Linked DNA regions of Capsicum annuum: all the other regions are linked to region 1. The links are chromatin contacts, called in public Hi-C maps. All regions are on one chromosome and are shown on one strand. Each heading gives the region's core, a stretch centred on a gene start, on an enhancer-like site or on the middle of the called end of the contact. The rest is flanking DNA. Distances are from core to core; before and after follow the strand shown. Region 1 overlaps LOC107870590 (a long non-coding RNA gene). Region 2 holds the start of LOC107870589 (protein TWIN LOV 1). Region 3 holds the start of LOC107878628 (probable acyl-activating enzyme 17, peroxisomal).

Region 1 (4,038 bases), core at 430-2,929:
ATTTTGATTCTGAACTCCATTAAGTAAGACATCCTGGTAAGTATTATTTCCAATGTAACTTTGTAGATCCTATGATATGAATGCATTTAAAGTAGCACTTAGGTGCATTTGGTTTTTTAAGATTAAGACGTCTGAATCTCAATGGATGTCTAAATGATTAAGATGTTGTTTCTAGATCTGAATACTGAATGATTAAGACTATTTGTTTTTTTTAACTTCTAAATATATGTAATTTATTTATTTGTAATAAATATGAAATTCAAATTTTAAAAGTAATAAAATATTATATGAAAAAAATATTTAGATAAAGTATTAACTTAAACAACAAACATTATTTGAGTGATAATTAAAATATTTAAAAATATAAATAAATAAATTATGTTAAATATAATTATTGAACTATCTAAATTATTAAAAAAAGCTATATCGATTAAAAATTATTGTGATAAGATGTAACTAGAAAATGAATTACTACAATAGTGAGAGAGTTTTGAGGTGTAAGTTATAATTACTAGAATAATTCAATATTTTTAATAACAAAGTGAGAGGAAAATAAATAATTGTCAAATGAGAGAGGAAAATAAATAATTCAATACGTGATTATAATCCATTGCATTATAATTCATTTGATAATAAATTAAGTTATTTTAATTCATTTTACACGCATATAGAGAGGAAAATAACAAAGTGAGTTTTGAGGGAATATATCATATTTTAAAAAGAATCTGAATAGTATTCATAGCCGAAGGGGGTTCAACATCTACAATATATACATAAAAATCATTTTAATTATTAATCCGCCGAACCCCCTAATAAAAGGCTGGCTCCGCCCCTGCACGAAAGTGACACTAGAAATGTATAATACAGAAGATCACATCCATAAGAATTAAACAATTGGGGTTTAAATAGTGTATACACAAGTCCTACAAGATAGGAACGAATCAAGAACAGATTCGCACATTGTGAGCTGGAGTAGGAGGTTTGTGTATAGGAAAGAATCACTTGGCTTTTGTTGCTTCAAAGGAGTCCCTTCTAGTGTCTATTCCATTGGTCTAGTTTTGGATTGGATGCTTTAGCTCAGAAATTCAGGAGTTTGAAATGAGTTGGAGCAAGTCCGACCATTTCGTGGCAGTAAATTGAAAATATTAGTGCAATAACTTAGAATCTGTTGAACAAACTTGTCCACTTGTTAGGCATTTCCAACAATTTACATGAATTGTTGTAACAAGCTTGCTACTTGCTAAGATCTTTCAAATAAGTAATCTGACTTGTTGCAACAATTACTGTATTACTTATTGGGACGTTTAGAACAGTTTGGGGACCTAGTGTAATAACTTGTTGCAACAGATTCTTTACCAAACATAGAATATATTGAACACAGATCCACTAAATATAGCAAATATAGACATAATAGAAATATAAATTGTTTAACAAAAACATAAACATAAACATAAATTGTTCAAATGTTTCATCAACCCAACTTAGGGCGCTCCAATTCTTTATCATCTGCGTGCTTCTTTGGAGTATTAGTTGTCTTCTCTTTGACATGCCCAACTGCCCTTCGAAATTTGTTGTGCTTTCCTCTTTATAAAGCTAGGAATGAAAGGAGATGATATCTACGAAGATAGCCAGATACCTCTTTTAGATATGAACTTTTTAATCAAGGCCTCTTAGCTTTCTGATGCCTTCACCAAAGAGAGAAAACACTTTTGGTCAAAGGGTCAATTTTCTCTGTCAACTTCTTCATATTCTCTTTGCACTTGTGACATTCACAAGAACAAGATGGCACCTTGGAAGTACCACCCCAATAGATGAACACCCAGCCAACTGGAAAGGAGTTTCTGCTGCGTGTCCACCAACTCCAAATGGAGTATCTCCACTGAAATCACTACCATCACCACCATAACTTCTTACAACATTGTGTTCATCGTTATTTTTCGTTTAACCAGCAACAACACTTGCCACAATATCATCAATTGCTTTATAAACATTATCACCATCGTTCCTCCTAGCATCACTCTCAAGAGCCCTAGACCAATTCCTATTGATGTTTTGTGGCTCCAGTCAAATCACTTTTTTAATTCAATAAGTTCGTCGTTTCAAGATTCCAAGGGCACAAAATTGATAATATTTTCCATCTTGAACACTTTTTTTTTTTAGGAACTAAAACAGGGTGCACAATCTACATGCCAAAAATAAATATATTAAAATGACGCTGACTCATCAAAATCAACAATTTATTAGAACAGTTATTGCAACAAATTCAGAAACTGTTGTTCAATATATTACATAGTTGTTGCAACTTCATGAATTTATGGGGTATTCTCAACATGTTTAGAATTTATTAACAACTTTATTGGATTTTCAAACTAATTCAACAACATAAGTCTAAAGAAGCATGCAAGGGACTAAACTGTAACACAAGCCATCACTACAACAAATTTAGAGGTTATGGCAGCAGTTCACCATATATTATTTGTCATAATAGATTGCAACACATAGAGGAATGATTGCAACAACTACAATAGTTGTTAGGATAATTTTAACAAATAACTTGATTTATTGCAACAACTTAGTAATATGTTGGATAATGTCCAACGAGTATAATAGTTATAACAAAAGATTAAAAGTTTGTTCCAAAATATTCAAAGGGGTAGAAATTAAGTTACTTTATGCACATGTGTTGTAAGGCTTACCGCGTCCTAGGGGGTTGAAACAGATCAACATCAGGATTGTTGGATCTCGCGGCCAGCCATCTAAGGATCCGTGGACAAGACACGTCCTCTGAGAAGTCCTTAACTTGATGGCGGAGGTGAAGAATGGCTTCAAATGCTCAAGCACAGATAAAATGATGTCAGAGACGATCATAATAATAATTGAACTCAAAATCAATAAAAACAAAAAACATTGAAAAAAGTTTACCATGAAAGACCATGGAAAACCATAGAGGTTGATGGTCTTTATTACCCTTGGCTTCATCTCTCTCGGGAGATACTCAATAGTGAGCTTAAAGCTTTCTCTACCCCATGGAAATGCATTGAAATGCCTCTTTGTTGGCTGACAGTATAACCCAATCCTTTTCAACATTCTTGTTAACATCTCTTGCACAAAGAATATTGTGCACAAACCAAACTAAGCAGAGTGACTTCTTGTAATCTCTTGAGATGAGACTGATTCAGAAGTCAATAAGGTTAGCAAACTTTTTACTTAAAGCTCTTCCCCACAAAGTCTACCAACTCTTTACCCTCATTTTTTAGACTTCTCCAACTCTAATAGTGACAGGAAGAGGATGACATCTCAATCCAGTTACCAAGACAAACTCCTTCATGCCAAAACAAACCAGCATGCCACAATAGTTTACCCAGACCTCCTCTTTTTTCTTACAAATCACCCTGCGAAGCAGAAGATTACTCACCACAGTCATTTGAAATCGTGCAACAATATTATCAGGCAGGTTTAGAAAGTGACCCGAACAACTTGACCGAAAGAATTTCTCCAACTTTTGTTCCCTAAGTATCTTCCTAAACTCATTCCATGACTTCCCCATACCTGATTTCACAATAACCTCAACACACAGATTTTTGTGTTCATCCAACGGCATCTTCACGTCGTACTTCTTAATACTAATGCTTCTAACGACAGTATTGATGCAAGGTCTATTGGGATCACTGTCAGTACCAGACGATTCGGCAGTAGAAGACTCCGCATCCTGATCATGTGCATGTTTGTTTCTTTGTTCAAAGGCAGTCGTTGACTTTTCAACTGATGTGGTGTTATCATTATGATGTTGATACGCATCAATGGTTCCTTCTCGGGTAGATTTGTTTTTAGAATATGTATCATGATCATGATCTCTATCTTCGGTTCTTTCTTGGGTTTCTCATTAGAATACATATCATTTCCATCTTGACCATATCCAAATCTTGTTTCTACTATTTTTTCTACCTGATATGCTTGAGCCCTCGTTCCTGTCATTAGACTCTGTTTCCTGCTGACTTTGAGTTGCAGATTCATTTTCGACTCATATTCTCCCTTGTT
Region 2 (4,038 bases), core at 693-3,192, 180 kb before region 1:
GTTTTCATTATTTTGACAACACAAAATAAGCTTCAACGAAGAACAAAGATAGCCAAGTCTAGATAAGCCTAAATTATAGTTTTCCAATGACAAGAAAATATCCCTACAATCACATGAGCTTATCGAGCCTCTTTTTATAGAGTGTGTAGCTATTCTGCTTATGTAGTACGAATTGTACAGTTGGCACAATACGAGTATTTGGGTACTATAACCACACAGCCTGTATGAAAAAACAGAGTTTGCAAAACCATTTCACATAATCGATCATGGTGAAGAGAGGGAAAATGACAAAAGCTTACATATATCTACAAGAAGATATATTTCAATCAAAATGTACCTGTGAATTCCAAGCTTGAACCCAATGTAACAGGCAGCTCCCGTTCCATGCTCATGGAGTAGACTTCCCTTCTATAACACCTAAGCACAGACTCTCTACAGCCAGCTCCATCTTGGCATAAATTTAGTCCAACTCTGGATGGCTAAAACAAATTCACAATGCTCACTCTCCTCAAACGACAAAATGTGCAGTCAAATCAATCAATGTGTGAAGTAATTCTATCTCCTATTTTCTTTATATATACTTGCATGGACAAAACAGATTATAAGGACTTGTGTTCTTGATCAGTTGCTTAAAAAAAGGACTTACCTTTTTGATATGGTTGGACTATGCAACAGATATAGAGTTCAGCTAAATTGAAATAACAACATGAATAAATTAATCACCTCAATGGGGACCGTACGGAAGCCAGCAACCTTTCTAAGGTAATTCATGTCATTCCACTTATTCTTAGCAGGCCATTGATCCATGGAATCTCTGATGACCATTGGGGATCCTGATAAATAATGGTCTTTCGGGAATGCCTCCAACAATAAGCCTGGCCTTTTCCCTACTAACTTACAAGACAGTGACTTCCTAGGTAACAACTGCTGCACCTGCAAAGTCAAAAGAAATAAATAACCACACATATCATCTCACTACATTGTTAGCACTCAAGTAAATGCTAGACCACCTCAACTATTTGAAAGCTTAGAGGATCTCACTTATAAGCTCGTCTAGAAAACATGTATTCACTGATTTAATTCGTAAGCTGCATTCAAATTTTTCAATAGAAAAAACAACTGGGAAAAATAAACCAAAATGCTATAAATGAAAATTTAAAGAGGTACTCAAACCGAATAGACAAAAATGGTGTATAACTTAAGATTTGGATCACACTCCTTCATCAGGGCATTCCATGAATAACCTAAACCCATTAATTACATAATGCAAATAGGATTGCGAAAATGGGGGTTTTATATTACAATATGCATCTCTCCATATGGGTACAACTGAATTCCATGGACCTGAATGTAACGGTTCCCATGCCATCTCTTTTGATGCTTTCGCAGAACGCCACTCGCGACTTCTCTGGTGATTTTTCCGATGACAGATGTTGCTGATGTGGAATGGTGGAAACTCAAAAAATCGAATAGTTCAGGTTGAGATACGAAGCTCAGAAAAATCCAGGTAGTTGAGGTACGAAACTCGGAATGTCACCGGCGGTGCAATCGACGCCATTATAAATAAATAATGTCCTAATAGCATGTTCAGTGCAACCCAGAATTAGCAATAACCATCAATAACTTTTTCATAGTAGAAAATTTTATGAGAAGAATGTTAGAGATGTGGAGAAAAACGGTGGAAGAGATTAATTGAAGTTGAAACAGACACGTAAGTAAATAATGAAGCTTTAAGAAGGTGAAACTAACCTTAAATTTTAAATAAATTAGGAAAATAAATCTACTGCTCATTCAAAAATTTTCCTCCCAACCTTCTTCTTATAAAATAATCTTGACTCATCAACAAAGATTTTCCAAAATCAGGCCACTACCTCTCCCATACACTAAGCTTTCCACTGCTTCCCATAAAACAAATTTTTTTTCACTGTAGCAGTAGAAGAAAGTGCCTCTCTTTCACCAAAGATTCTATTTATCTTTTTTTTTTTTTTGGGGGGAATTTTTCTTTCATTTTCTTCAATTATTTTATTTTAAAAATTATTTTCATAACAAACATCTCTCTATATTCATAATAAATTACACTCTTAATTAATATTAATAAAATTCATAACTTTAAAACCTTTTATATTCATAACCTCCAATTATTTAATTTTGTATTAAAAAATCGAATAACAATTTTTTCTTTAAATAGTGTGAAACAATGGTTTCTTGAAAAAATCTAATCACAATTATTTCTTAAAAGGTACGTGCATTTTGAAAATCACTCCTTTAAGCTTTATTTATTTTTTTAGAGTAGATTTCTTTTATTCTGTGCATCGTCTATTAACAAACTTCGTACATTTTTATATTTTTGTAAAGAGTTATGTATTACTTTATTAGAACAATTTTCTTTTATGTTATGTGCCCATTAATTAATTTTTGGCAATCTTGTATTTCTTTTAATCTTAATCTTATTAAAATTTTAATTGTAGATGAAAAGAAGATTACTATCATAACTGTTTTTCTTGTCCTTATCTCACCGTGGGTATGAGACATAGCATATAGCAACAAAAGAAAAGTCTCACCGGCCAAGATATAGTTCAAAGTGCAATATTTTTTATATTTTTGATTTATTAAACTTCATCTCCAACTGCTCTTAACATTTTTAATTAACAATTTAGTTGTCCTTTTTCGTTTCATGCTACACTTAGTTTGTTTTTTTCTGACTCTTTTAAGGCTTGATTGACATACAAATGAAGTAGGATATTGAGATGACAAGAATCTAATTATTATTGTTTAACATTCTTTTGAGAGAAATTATATTTATATGAGTGATAGTTCTTCTTTCCTCTTCAATTCACAATATAACATCTCCAACTGCTCTTAGCACTTTTAGTTAACAATTTAGTTGTCCTTTTTCGTTTCATGCTACACTTAGTTTATTTTTTTATGACTCTTTTAAGGCTCGATTGATATACAAATGATAGGATATTGAGATGACAAGAATCTAACTATTACTGTTTAAAATTCTTTTGAGAGAAATTATATTTATATGTGTGTTAGTTCTTCTTGCCTCTTCAATTCACAATATACCATTTTCAAAAGTTTATATTAATTTAGTTAACTATTTTTCTGATTTTTTTCATTGGTGATGTCAATTTTTTATGTACGTGTCTAGACCAGAGTGTTTATTTTTTAAAGTAAAAGCAAAGGAAGAAGGCAAACGTATATGTGTGCTACTTACGAAAGTATCTATGGATCCTTCCGCAATTATGTACATCGATTTTAGTAAATCTTTTGATAAAATATGAGAATGTAACATTAGTTTAGAATTTTTAAATGACATTTAATTCATAAGAAAGTTGTTTATTGATTCATGAAATTGTAGTTTTTGATTTTTCACATTTTATAGTTTAAAGAGAAATGAAAAGGATAAAATAAGATAAAAAATATGAGATTCATATAATTAGATTTGTGTTATATATATAAATGATAAACAAGTATAAAACTTACTAAAACTAGGCATGAAAATAAATTCAATTTCATGGAATCTTTTCTTTTTCTCTACTTTCTTTTAAGAAAAATGAAATTATTGTTTCACTTATAGAATATATTATATAAAAATCAAAATTTTAGAAGACTGAAAATACGTAATTGATGAAAATTCACATAAAAATATTTATATACTTAAGAGTGTATACATTCAATTAATAAATTCTACTCTTAAATATTAGTAATGTCTATAACTCTTAAACCTTTTATATTCATAACCTTCAATTAGTTAAGTTCAAGAAGTCCATTTTTTTTCTCTCTCAATTTTTTTAAAATTTTCAAACTCTAAATATTTTGTTAATTGTCTTTATCTTCCTTTCTAATTAATATAATTGATTTGTATTAAGTAAAATTTATATCTCTATATAATTACAAAAAAAAATCTACTCTTAATAATATCACTAACTTCATGACTTTTAAATTTTCATATTCATAACCTTCATTTATTTAATTATAAAATTTAAGATGACCTATGATGTTCCTCCATTTTCATCTATATAAAGTCATAAT
Region 3 (4,038 bases), core at 1,052-3,551, 140 kb after region 1:
ATAATCGAACCTTCACAATTTATATTAAGGTCATTTTCATGCTGCATTTCACACAAAAAGTGATCATTAGCATTTATGTTTCAATCAACAAAACAGAAACATTTTCATGTGAAGAATAATACTTAGTAGAGACCAGGGAAATACCATCCACTTGCATAGATCGTTATTTTTTTCCTAAAGAGACTCGTAACGAGCAACTTATTTATTCAATATAGACATCAATGCATGAAATGCTTGCGTATCATATCATCCATTATTACTGTTTTCACCATTTTCAGAAAGCTTTTGTTTTTCTATCAACATCTCGAGCATGACAAATTGTTGATTCAACCACTTGATTTTGTATGAAACTCCAAGGGCATGTAGATCCATCTTCCATAGAGATTTCTTTTTCTTAATTTCACTGTCACATTCTGAAAGTTGATGTTTCATTAAATGAATTAAATAAAAAATAATAGATAGTACATTAAAATAGTGCGACATATGACAAAATTAAAAGAAAATTCAAATTTTAATATAATGTATGACAAAAAAAGATAGTGCATTGAATAGTGCACTATATGAAATAAATTAAATACGTACTAAATAAAAAAAAAGAAAATTGCATTATATGAAATAAATAAAAGGATAGTGCAGTAAAATAGTGCACTAAAAATAAATGAAAAAAAAGTGCACAAAATGAAAAATAATGAATAATGCACTATTTTTGTGCAATATGTGAAAAAATGAATAGTGCATAAATAAGTGCATTATATTAAAAATAATTAATAGTGCAATATGTGAAAAAAAATAATAATGCACAAAACTAGTGTAACATTAAAAAAAATGGATAATATATTTTTTTTTGGTCAAACCAATCGATAGGGCCTCAAATTTATCTCGAAAATTCACTTAGAACCCTCAACTAAGGCTTGTACCTATTAGGCACCTCAAGTACTAAAATTGATACCTATCAGGCACAAAATGCTAATTTGGCAAGGAAAGTGTGAGCGTGCGAATAGTAAATTAAATAATATTTTATTTTTTTTATTAAAAAAATTATATTTAAATTATTTTATTAATTTAATTTTTAATTATTCTAATATTTTAATTTTTTTTTAAATGAAAAGCTCCCCCCACGCCCCACAGTCAACTTCTTCTTCACAAACACCCCCCCCCCAACAATTAGCAGTGAACAAGATCCATTAAGCACAAAATTGTTTCCTTTGCACAAGATTTGAATCTATTAGCAGTGAACATGATTATTGTTTCCTCAAATATTATTTCCATTGCAACAATTTGAAGAAAAGCTTCAAACCAAAATCCATCAAATCAGTTGAAAATTAGCAACTCCGAATAATAACAAAATCACTAATCAATCTTAACCATTAAAGACTACATCAAAGAAGTAACCATTCTTCACCATTGTCAACAACATCAAAGATTTGGGAAAAAAATTCTTTCTTTTTTGGAGTTGATTTTCCGGTGAGTCTCGCCGGAAAACGTTGACTGTGTTGCTACTTTCTCGTGTGTGTGTGTGAACTGTGAGTGTGCGTGAGTGAACTCTCTATGTGTGTGAGTGAATGTATGTGTTTGTGTCTGATTTTGGAGTTGATTTTTCGACGAGTCTCGTCGAAAAATGTTTACTGTGTTGCTGCTCTCGTGTATGTGTGTAAACTGTGTGCGTGTGAGTGAATGCGTGTGTTTGTGTGTGAGAGAGCTGTGAAACGGGGGAGGGGTGGTGTGAAGATGACGACGGGCGGAATTGGGGGTGTTTTTTTTAATTAAAATTATTATTAAATAGATAATTAAATAGAAAAATATAAAAAATCAGTAATTTCACGTATTATTTTTTTGCCGCGTATTTTTTTTAATTGACTAATTTTGCCACGTCAGGCGAGTGTATTACACACACTTTGTGTCTGTTGTTGATTAGGTAAAAAACGCCCAATTGAAACAAAATTTAAAATTTAGGGATTTGATAGGTATAAACCTTAGTTTAGGAATTTAAGTGAATTTTTGAAACAAATTTAAAATCCTAGAGTTTTGCCTTTTTTTTCCTGTGCAATATCCACTTTTAACCTCGTCAATCTCAAACGTTTTTGAAAAGAAATCAAAGTGCACAAAACAAAGTGCATCAAATCTACTTTTGTTACTTTTTAATTTGAGACCATAAATTAATTATTTTTTTAAGTTGAGGGAACCTTTCAGTCGCCGACTCAAATAGATCAAATAAATTAAATGAAGATTTATTTTAAGAATAAGAATATGGTGCTAAAAGTTTTTTAATTTTGTATAGTTACGTGGCGTAAGTTCCCTCGATCTTTATGTACCATCAAATAGTGTCTTAAGATAGACCAATCTCCCTCTAACAAGAAAGATTAAAAAATTGGTAGATTTGGCAGCCACGGAACACGTTTCTAATCATTCAAATTCATGTTTGTTTCTCTTCATCTAAGTAATTAATTAATAATATCCAACAACTTGAAGGTGTTTGATTGATTGCTTCACCCATTTGCTCTAATTTGTGTGTAATCACACTCTTTATTACTACTTCACAAGTGGGTGTGGGTGTGGGGTGTGTGGAGGATATGGGTCATCATCAGAATTACAAGAGCTTAGATTCCGTCACCGTCGCCGACTTCGAAGCTCAGGGAATACCCTCTGAACTTCACGAGAAATTAACCCAAATAGTTGGTAATTACGGGTCTGCCACTCCCCAAACATGGCACCATATCTCCAAACAAATACTCACTCCAAACCTTCCTTTCTCGTTCCACCAGATGATGTACTATGGCTGCTACAAGGATTTTGGCCCTAACCCGCCTGCCTGGTTACCCGACCCGTTAGACCCTCTTCTCTTTCCTTTGCTTTAATTATCATTCTTTTTATGATTCATTTTATTCATTCACCTCGTCTTAAGTTTTATAAGCTCTTTTGCATAGAGGCTTCAATTCTGAATAAGTTGGGTTGGCAATTCGACTATTTTTACGATGATATCAACTTCATCACCGCTGTGCTTTATCTGGAATTGTGACTGGCTATGCCTGTGAAGCTCACAGAGACTAAGTTTGTTAATGTATATGTGAAAAGTCTTTGTAACTTAATTTCAAGCATGGAGTTATGTTCAAGAATTAACTGGGTGATACAAAGACTGATAAATAGTGATAAGCTGGCATTAATAGATGAGTGTACGTACCATCATGCGACATGGTTTTGTGGGTTTTCTTGTCAAAAGGTGTATTGGATATCAAAATATCATGCCAATTTTCTATATTTCTCGTATACTTGACTGATCATCTCCCCTTTGCTTTGTTCCTTTTTCTTTTGGTTGATAAGTGTGAATGGTGATTCTTTTCCGACTGCACTAGATTTTGCATATGGAAAAAATAAGACATTGCGTGTGTTATAGAATTTCCGGAACTTAAATTTGTTTGAATTTATTTTTAATGCCAATTTTTTTTTCTGGAACAGAAAAAATGCACAGTTGACGAATATTGGCCAGCTTCTGGAGAGGCATGGAAAGGAGTTCTTGGGATCAAAATATGAAGACCCAATCTCTAGCTTCGCTGATTTTCAGAGATTTTCAGTCTCCGACCAAGAGGTAGGTTGAGTGTACTCTGAAGATGAATTCCTGATTATTGGACTTCTGTTGTGATTTTGGTGCTAATAAGGAATCATGTGTTTGTTGACTCTCTCATTTCCTGCTCTCTCTCTTTCTAGGTATTTTGGAAAACCATATTGGAGGAAATGAATATTTCATTTTCAGTTCCCCCTGAATGTATTTTACGTGAGACTCCATCTCATCCAGGTGGTCAGTGGCTTCCTGGGGCCAGGGTGAATCCAGCGAAGAATTGCCTCAGTAAAAGAAAGAGGACTCTAAGTGATGTAGCCATAGTATGGCGAAGTGAAGGAAATGATGAAGCACCTGTGCAAAAGATGACCTTGCAGGAGTTACGTGAATCAGTTTGGTAAGATTCATTGGTGTTGTAAATTATTCTTTCAATGAACTGATGTAGTTAGATGTACAACAGTTAGCTAGATCAGCTTTGATATGAT

Evidence for each region. Hi-C and Micro-C count contacts between places; a contact is called where the count stands out from the background.
Region 2: a contact with region 1 is called in a Hi-C map of leaf, with 4 times the contacts expected there. The contact joins the promoter of LOC107870589 here to the enhancer-like site in region 1. A contact is called at or near these places in 4 of 5 Hi-C or Micro-C datasets (bud, leaf, pericarp and 1 more).
Region 3: a contact with region 1 is called in a Hi-C map of leaf, with 2.6 times the contacts expected there. The contact joins the promoter of LOC107878628 here to the enhancer-like site in region 1. A contact is called at or near these places in 2 of 5 Hi-C or Micro-C datasets (leaf and placenta).

Annotation. Positions count from the first base shown.
Region 1 is chr5:154,196,367-154,200,404 of UCD10Xv1.1, reverse strand. LOC107870590 (a long non-coding RNA gene) reads right to left here. Exons shown (of 4, transcript XR_007055938.1): 2 at 2,923-4,038; 3 at 2,697-2,832; 4 at 1,352-2,182. Among protein-coding and RNA genes, the nearest start is that of LOC107870590, 6.4 kb to the right of the region's middle. Within about 2 kb of position 1,679, at least 3 of the 5 cell types and tissues checked have an H3K27ac peak or open chromatin away from gene starts, as enhancers often do. A contact at or near this core is called in bud and leaf, where this site is marked.
Region 2 is chr5:154,379,067-154,383,104 of UCD10Xv1.1, reverse strand. LOC107870589 (protein TWIN LOV 1) reads right to left here and starts at 1,942. Exons shown (of 10, transcript XR_007055950.1): 1 at 1,750-1,942; 2 at 1,345-1,575; 3 at 724-933; 4 at 338-479.
Region 3 is chr5:154,061,175-154,065,212 of UCD10Xv1.1, reverse strand. It overlaps LOC107878628 (probable acyl-activating enzyme 17, peroxisomal), which reads left to right and starts at 2,301. Exons shown (of 14, transcript XM_047413210.1): 1 at 2,301-2,824; 2 at 3,454-3,583; 3 at 3,703-3,950. The coding sequence starts at 2,571.